2 separate regions of the Zea mays genome follow, and region 2 is linked to region 1. A link is a contact called in public Hi-C data. All regions are on one chromosome and are shown on one strand. Each heading gives the region's core, a stretch centred on a gene start, on an enhancer-like site or on the middle of the called end of the contact. The rest is flanking DNA. Distances are from core to core; before and after follow the strand shown. Region 1 has its middle 13 kb from the start of LOC103640485. Region 2 holds the start of LOC100192938 (putative RING zinc finger domain superfamily protein).

What was found. Hi-C and Micro-C count contacts between places; a contact is called where the count stands out from the background.
Region 2: a contact with region 1 is called in a Hi-C map of tassel, with 5 times the contacts expected there. The contact joins the promoter of LOC100192938 here to the enhancer-like site in region 1. A contact is called at or near these places in 3 of 25 Hi-C or Micro-C datasets (ear, endosperm and tassel).

Annotation. Positions count from the first base shown.
Region 1 is chr1:164,747,303-164,751,565 of Zm-B73-REFERENCE-NAM-5.0, reverse strand. No RefSeq gene overlaps it. Among protein-coding and RNA genes, the nearest start is that of LOC103640485, 13 kb to the right of the region's middle. Within about 2 kb of position 2,390, at least 16 of the 20 cell types and tissues checked have an H3K27ac peak or open chromatin away from gene starts, as enhancers often do. A contact at or near this core is called in ear and tassel, where this site is marked.
Region 2 is chr1:165,030,714-165,034,976 of Zm-B73-REFERENCE-NAM-5.0, reverse strand. LOC100192938 (putative RING zinc finger domain superfamily protein) reads left to right here and starts at 2,425. Exons shown (of 3, transcript NM_001138119.2): 1 at 2,425-2,642; 2 at 3,353-3,579; 3 at 3,690-4,263. The coding sequence starts at 2,499. The coding sequence ends at 4,056.

The sequences.
Region 1 (4,263 bases), core at 1,141-3,640:
ACTTGATGTCCTTCCTGTTGTGGATGCCCTTACTCCTCCTCCTCAACTCCTTGGCCTTTCCCAAGTCCTTGTTGGACCTCTCCAAGGTTCCTAATCGTCAAAACATCCATGGACCCAAGCATAAGCTCTGAAACACAATTGACTAGGGTAGAATGTACCTGAATATTTAGCTGTCATGCACGAGATCGTGTTATCGGTCCATACATTTTATGTATAGAAGTGATGTCCTCATCATCCTCTCTCTCTTGAAATGGAGTCGCCCTCGACTCGATTTCATCTTCCTCACCCATGTATGGCTTCAAATCTGAAATGTTAAAGGTGGGACTAACCCCAAAATCTGGAGGCGACTCAATTATGTATGCATTGTCATTAATTTTTGCAAGAACTTTATAAGGCACAGCAGCACGTGGCATGAGTTTAGACTCTCAAATGGCGACCACAGTTCGCCTCGTGGGACCGAACCCAAGGTATTGCTTCACTACCGGACTCGCATTCTTTGCCGAGTGTCTCAGACACTCGGCAAAGACCATTTTATACTCACTTGGCAAAGAATACTCAGCAAACATTTTATCGGTGAAGTTTTGTTTGCCGAGCACTTTTTCGGACACTCGGTAAAGGCTTTGCCGAGTGTCGAAAAGCACTCGGCAAATTAAGAATCGCAAAAAACCTCCAAAAACAGCAAAACATTTTTTAAAATTATGGGAACAACTCTCCACCAACCACTCCCCATTACAGTTACCCATCTCCTTATCATTTTTCACTATTATTTTAAATCAAATTAACATGTTTTGTGAATGGTGAGATTCGAACTCGCAACCTCTCTCTCGCATACCCTCCTCTACCACTACACTACTACATCATTTTGTCTATATTATGTTTTCATTCCTCATACCGAGAGTAATTTGATTATTTGAGGCACTAAATGAATTCATTTGAAAATATGACCAACTATAAAGTTGCATAACATTTCAAGATCTACAAGTTCTATTTTGATAGTTTCTACGTCCGAGGCTATTTACAAAATTTGAATTTCAAATTTGAAAAGACACGAATTTTTCAATGATAATATGATTTCAAATCAAAAAATTATTAGTTACAAAATTTCATTACATTTCAATACAAACAACTTTTATTTTGGTGGTTTTTTCCATTCGAGGTAATTTAAAAAATTCAAATTTTAAAATTCAAACATAGTTTTACATGACAACATGATTTCAAACCAAAATATTGCCAACTACAAAATTTCATAACTTTTGAAGACCTACAACATTTATGTTGGTGGTTTTCCCATCCGACGTCGTTTTCAAAATTCATTTTTTAAATTTTTAAAATTCAAATGTAGTTTTCGTTGACAAGATAACTTCAAATGAAAAAGTTGTCAACTACAAAATTCTATAACTTCCCGAGACCTACAAAGTTTATTTTGGTTGTTTGGTCATTTGTTCATCTCAAATGATGGTTCTAACATTATTCAAAAATCTTATACATCTCTCTTATAGTTTCATAAACTACGAGAAAGAGATAGGTTTTATGAACAAATTTACTTTTATTTTGTCATATAAGAAAATTATCAAAATATAAATTGTACATCTTGATGAGTTATACAAATTTGTAGTTGAAAACTTTTTCATTTGAATTAATGTACTGCTTTAAAATGTGATTTTAAAATTGTCTTTGCCTAGTGTGCAAAATAAAACACTCGACAAAAAAACTCTTTGTCGAGTGTCAAAAATAAAACACTCGGCAAATACTCTTTGTTGAGTGTCAATAAAAAACACTCAGCAAAGAAACTCTATACCAAGTGTAAAAAATAAAACACTCGGCAAAGAGTTTCTTTGCGGAGTGTTTTTTACCGAGGGTTTTTTACTTGGCACTCGGCTTGCCGAGTGCCCGAAAAAAAACGCTCGGCAAATCATTTAACACTCGGCAAAAAGCCGAATTCCGGTAGTGCTTGTCACGAGAAGGTCCTAGGGTTCGTTGTTGTTTGCCCTAAATAGGTGGTGACCATCATGGATGTGGCTTAGTGCTCAAAAGATGTTCAATTTATCTGATCCTACATCATCTAAGGGCTTGTTCGTTTTATTGCTAATCCATGTGAATTGAGTAGAATTGAATCGGTTTAAATCTACAATAAATTAAAATACGTCTCAATTTAATCTAATATATTTCAGTCCACTTGAAATAGGAATAACCGAACAGACCTAAAGGTGTCAATACCGACAGACGGTTCATTCCAGCGTTTGGTGATAAAATGGGCGCCGACGCGTAGCACTAGCACTTAGTATTATTTTTATGGAAGCAGCAAGAGACCACGCTCGTAGCCCGATGCCTGACCCACTTAAGCACCCGTGTATTGTGACTTTTTAAGAGCCCATGTAAACGTTTCGGTCTGTAGGTATTGTCTGGGCCGGCCGAAAGCCTTGACATGCATGTGGCTGAGCAAAAACAAGCATGGAGCCGCTGGCTTGTAACCAAAGTAGAGATGTCTTATTTTCCACCGTACAAATTCGTCCTTATGCTTAGTGTCGTAACGCACACGATGATGATGGTCTGAGCTCGTCGACGAAACAACGCTCGTCTGAACACTACGTACCGTCATGCACACGCTGAGCACACCATGATTAGCAGCCACCTAGACCGCCGCCGCGTCCGCCAACTTTTTTTTTGCATTTTAGTCCTTTTAGGGTTTTTTTCATAATTATGTCTTTTGCAGTTTTATTTTAAAAAGGGAACAATTGGATCTATAACATTAAAAGATCCAAACTTTAGATATATATCATGGACCCCACATGTCATTGACTCATGTGGACCCACGTGTAAGTGAGATAGTAATGGTATGGATCTAAAGTGGTGATCTTTTAATGGTATGGATCCAAATTTCCCTTTAAAAAATAGATCTTAACCTCGGCACCATCATCATTGACATCAAGGTAACGAATAGTGACGCCGACATAATTGGCGCCAACTTTTCCTACGTGGCAAGCGATGTGGCAAGTCCCAGGGAGTCAGCGTCATAGATCTTGGCGCCGACCCTCCTGGACAGCACCAGAACTCGCCGTCGAGGGGGGTCGGCGCCAAGATCTATGGCGCCGACCGCATGGGACTTGTCATATCGACTATCACCACGTAGGAAAAGTTGGCGCCAACGATATTGGCGTCGTTATGCGTTACCTTGATGATAGTGCCGAGGTTGAGATTCATTTTTTGAAATGAAACTGTAAAGAACATAATTGTGAAAAAAAAACTTAAAAAGGACTAAAATGTAAAAAAGTTGGCCACGCCCGCAGTGCAGTGTGTGCTGCCGCGAACAGGAAAAAAAAAACGCTCGTCTGAACGAACACTGGACAGACAGATATGGACTGAAACGGGATCCAATTCCCAGACAGCGTACGCGGAAGCTGTCATCGCTAGAAGCTAGCTAGCTGCTCGACGACGGTGGTAGTGCTGTCCAGTTGCCGGAGAAGCTCTTCTCCGCTGGGTCCTTCGCCTTCCCACTGCTGCCAGTGGTGCGTGCGTGCTTACGGAGTAGCGAGAGTGGCCCTGCCTCCATTTCCATTTCCATTCACCACTGCACCGACCGCGACCAACCCGGCCGCGCGCTAGCTCTCTCCTCTCGCTAGCTAAACCGCCGACGACAGACTTGCATGCAGTAAAGCCGCCATGGGAAAAAAAAGGCAGGCACCGCATGCACGATGAGATTCCGCTGCATCTTTAAACCCCGCCTAGCTAGCTGCGTCGCTTTGCCTGCATTGCATTGCATCCCAGTCCTGTAATGGCGCTTTACAGCCGAGAGTGCGTGCGTGCGTGCGTCTTTGGACCGATCATCAGATCTCCGACCAACTGTCCCTCCGGACCGGGCCACTTTGATGTTTGTGAGTGACCTCGGTCGGTCAGAAAGGCCACTCTGCTGCTCACACACACAGCTCACTCACTGTCAGCTGTATGTGTCCACAGCTGCCCCCAGGTAATTTCTTTCTGTTCTCGCCATGCACGACCAGAGCCAGACCGACACGCCGCCATGGGAATGGAATGGAAATGGAATATCAGCTCTGACCAAAGCATGCAGCGCCCTACAGCTGCACTATAGCACAAGTAAAGGTTGCAACTTTACGAGCAAGGCTTTGCATATGCACCAGCACCATGCCCATGCCGATGCCTGTGGGCTGTGGCGCCAACCCGGCCGCAAGTCAAACGCAGTGCCGCCCTACCGCTCCACTCTGCCGCCCGGCTAGCTAGCTGGTGCAGCCCAAGTGGCGGCGGTCT
Region 2 (4,263 bases), core at 1,176-3,675, 280 kb before region 1:
AAAGAAAGATTCCCCCACTGATGCCCCGAAGCACCACGGAAGATCTCGCCCGATGCGCGCCAAGGTGACCCAGCCCCTGGCATGGCGGCCCGGGCCCATGAGTCATACTCCTTGGGCGTCGGTCTCCGTGTGCGAAGAGGGCAAACCGCCACGTGAGGAGCGAACCGCCGTGCCTCTTCATCTCTGTCGAAAGCAACGGACCAACCTCTGACACGGGGGGCCGGGCCCACGAGTCATTCTCCTTGGGTGTCGGCCTCCGTGTGCGAAGAAGGCGAACCGCCACGCGAGGAGCGAACCGCCACGCCTCTTCATCCCCGCCGAAAACCAACAGCACAGTCTCTGACACGGGGGCCCGGGCCCACGAGTCATCCTCCTTGGGCGCCGGCCCCTGGGTGCAGAGAAGTCGAATCGCTGCTCGCGCCCATACTGCGCCCCCTCAGGGCCGCCGCAAAGGACAAAAAAGGTGAACTTTCAAAACCAATGCAGTGGCATCGAGGCACCCCGCGCGTGGCTCAGCAAAACCATCAAGTGCGGAGACCACGGGTCAGTCAGCCGCGGGGATAGGCGTGACAGTTGGCGTGACCAGAGGCGAGCTGGCAGTTATTGTGTCAGCAAGCGCACAGAAGCAGCGTGCCAATCGCCAATCAAGCTTTGGCCCCACCTGCAGGCTCGTTTCCTCCCCTAAGGCGGGCCCGGGGGCCACTGTCGGTACCCTGAATCAGGGGTACCCCTTACTACAGTGTGAAAGCGCGGAGTCCATGCGGCTGCCTCTAGCCATGTGGCAAACAGCGGCTGACCCCGCCACATGGGCGGCACTGGGGCCGCCACGTGGCCGGAGGAGACAATATACTCCATGGTGTCAACAGTGGGTCCGGCCCCCCACGGGAAAGTGTCGGACCCCTGGATACACAGCCCGAACCTCCGGGCAGGATCCAGGACCTCCGCGAGTATAAACTGGACCCCCGAGACGGGAACCGGACCTCCCTGTGTGGGGCCCAAGTCGCTCACAACAAGCTCCCGGGATTCTAGGAGGAGTACCCGGACCTTAATCAAGGCCAGGCGGGGGTCCGGAGCCGACACGTTTCCGAACCATATTGCGTACGTCTCTGCTCCCCGCTCAGGCGGAGACCCGATGCTGCCACGTGGCCAGCTGCCTGTGACGTAAGCCAACGGGCGGAGCCGGACGTAAGGCCTCTGGGCCGCGCGCATTTATTGCGGGTGAGGCGTGTCGCCTGTCAAACTGGCAGGTGATGTGCCGCCTCAACATTAAATGCACCCTGTCTACTCCACTGACAAGCGATGTGCCGCCTCAGCATTAAATGTGCCCTGTCCACTCTGCTGGCAGGCGACGACCAGACCGTCCCGCAGGCGGCGTGCCTGTCAATTTCGTTGGCAGGCAGTACGCCCGTATTGCGAGGTGCACTGTGCTCATCATCACTCGTACGTTGCTAGGGAAACTTCCGCTGCACGCCAATGCTACGTAGACCGCAGATATCAGGGCACAAGAAGATTGCACTGGCGACCAGCATTAGTTGCTTCAAGTGTTACATCTGTTATGTCCCTGGGCCCGCATGTCGGGGCTCAGCACCCTTGTACATGCCCCCCTTTAGCTATAAAAGGGGAGGCACGCAACGTTACAAGACTCAGACACACTTAGATCCATCTCAGGCTCACAAGTTCATACAAGCTCCCGAGCTCAATACATCACACAGTGGAGTAGGGTATTATGCTCCGGCGGCCCGAACCACTCTAAACTGTTGTGTGTTCTTATGATTCGTTCATCGCTTAGCAGACAAGCAAAACGCTTAGGTCCCTCCTCATCTTAGGATTTAGGGCGGGTGCATTCCGCCACCCGGCCGAAGATTTCCTCTTCGACATATACTATTGTACTCCCTCCGCTCTAAACTAGAAGTCGTTTTAGCTCTAAATTTTTATGTCTCCATTTGTATGGGTGATAAGGGATATAGACAAATATACTAAAACGGTAAAAAAGGATTTTAATTTTGGAGGGAGAGAGCGAGTACGATGCGGAGAGTGTGTGTTTTTCAAGCAAAAGCACCGATGGAGTAAAAGCGCAAAAAGAGGAGGGTAGCATTAACTCCTGAAGTAACCGTCAGCTTAATAAGCCTAACTGTAACTGATGACGTTGCTCTTGCCAGTTCCATTTGCATAATATGTGCTGGACGCCCTGGATTTGCCTTTCTCCCGTCCACCTCCACGCGTCTACAGTTCTCCCGTCTGACCTCGCACTTGCAGCGCACGGAAAGAAAACAGACACGAAATATCTGTCGCTTTCTACGAACAAGATTAGCGACAAGATTGACCCCCTGAATAACCCCCATCGCGAAGGAGTACACCAAGAAAGGCAATTCAGCACTGACCGACGACGCCACTATATGAGCTGAGAGCTGAGAGAAAGAAAGCAGCTGGGGTGGAGCTGTAACAGTTCGCCACGGCTAGGCTCCTCTCCCCTCTCAGCTCTCAGCTGCCCCTCCTGCATGCCGATCGCCTCCAAGCTCGTCTACTTCCAGCGCCGCCCCGCGCCGGCGCCGCCTGACGACCCGGGTCCCGAGCCTCCCGACCCCCGCCGCCCCCGCCGCCGCCGCCGCAGCGGCTCCCTCTCCTCCTCTCACCAGAAGCCGGTGAGTACTGACCGAGTACCCAACAACACGCTGCCGTTCCGTTCCCTCTCACCTCCTGCCGTTTTGTTTGCTTACATAAATAAATAAGTAAATTAAAGCCGCGGCCTTTTGCGTTTTCCCCGAGTGAAGAAACCGGAGGGTTTTCTTCTTGATTCCAAAACTCCGGTCTTCCAGCAGACTGCAGATCGTATCCGTAACGGAGAAAAAAGGTTGGTGTTTTCTTGGTGGAGCAGAGCTGCCGATGGATGCAGATGTCTAGTGTACTGTACTGTACACCCTTATGGTTGAGGAGTCCATCAGTAATTCGGTTTCGATGAAGGCCTAGGCCTAGCCTCCTCGTTCTTCAGGAGCATCGAGGAGTCCACCAGCGTCCTGGAATATTCGGCACCGCTTGAATGAGAAGTTAGCTCATAGTCCATCTCGAACTAGGCAGAGTATTATTGTAGCGAACCTAGCAGGCAAAAAAAAAAAACAGAGGATATCCTAAGTTAGAAAGCATGGATGAATCCCTGGCATGGATGATTGCAGCCTCTCAAAATATTAGTCAAAAGAAAAGAGAGTGTAAAAACGATGTGGGCTTGTACAATTGGTATAAACTTGAATGGGCAAATTTGTGTTATCATGTGTGTGTGTTGATGTGTTCCCTTCAATTCATCTACATTTGCGAACAAAGCTTGGCAGTAGTTTAGCTACTGAATCTAGCTGCACAGGAGCATGATGTTCCAGGGCACCAAAGGGATCACGCTGCTGCAGCCAAGCCTCCGGGGCCAGTCGGAAAGGCAGCAGGGCTTCTTCACACGGCCTCCAGCGCAGGGCTTCACCACCGCAGCACGTCGGGGTCGGACCACGGCCGGCTTCCCGACGCCGTGCAGCAGGCCAGGGAACGGCTCCTTCAGAGGCTCGGCAGCGTGGACCTGGTCCTGGCGGCGGGACGAAGGTCCTCGTGCGTTAACCAAACTCTTATTAGCTGCACGTAATTAAATCTGGCAACACGCTCATCAATCTACATCTACGCTTGCTGTGTGTGCTCTCGTCCGTTGCTTGCAGGCACAAGACATGGCCGCTGCAGACACTCTGGGCTGGAGCTGGAGGACTCGCTCGCCCCGTCGTTGACGCCTCTTCGGGCGGCGGTCAAACCAGCTGCTTCCAGTTCCAGTTCCAGCCCGGTGAACGTGAACCCATCCCTGTGTTCCCCAAACCGGCGGCCTCCGCGGTACAGGAAGCAGAAGACGGGCGAGCCGCGCCCGCGGACGCAGCTTCTGACTGCTCCATATGCCTGGAGAGGTGCGGCGCCGGCGGCGGGCTCACGCAGCTGCGCTGCGGGCACGTCTTCCACTCCGCCTGCCTGCAGCGCTGGCTGCGGTCCCGCGCCGACTGCCCCTACTGCCGGGCCACCGTGCGAGCTCGCTCCTAACAGCAGGAAGGAAGGAAGGATGGATGAATGAATGGAAAGTGTGGAACTGGATGACGATGGTTTTATTAACCGTGTGTCGCTGCTCACCTCTTGTTGTAACCACTCCACTAGTATGGGTTTTTTTTCTTTTCTTCTTCCTTTGCCCGTTGAGGTAGACTGGTAGTACTGAGCTTTGCGGCTTCAGCGATTCAGTGTGATATATGTGTG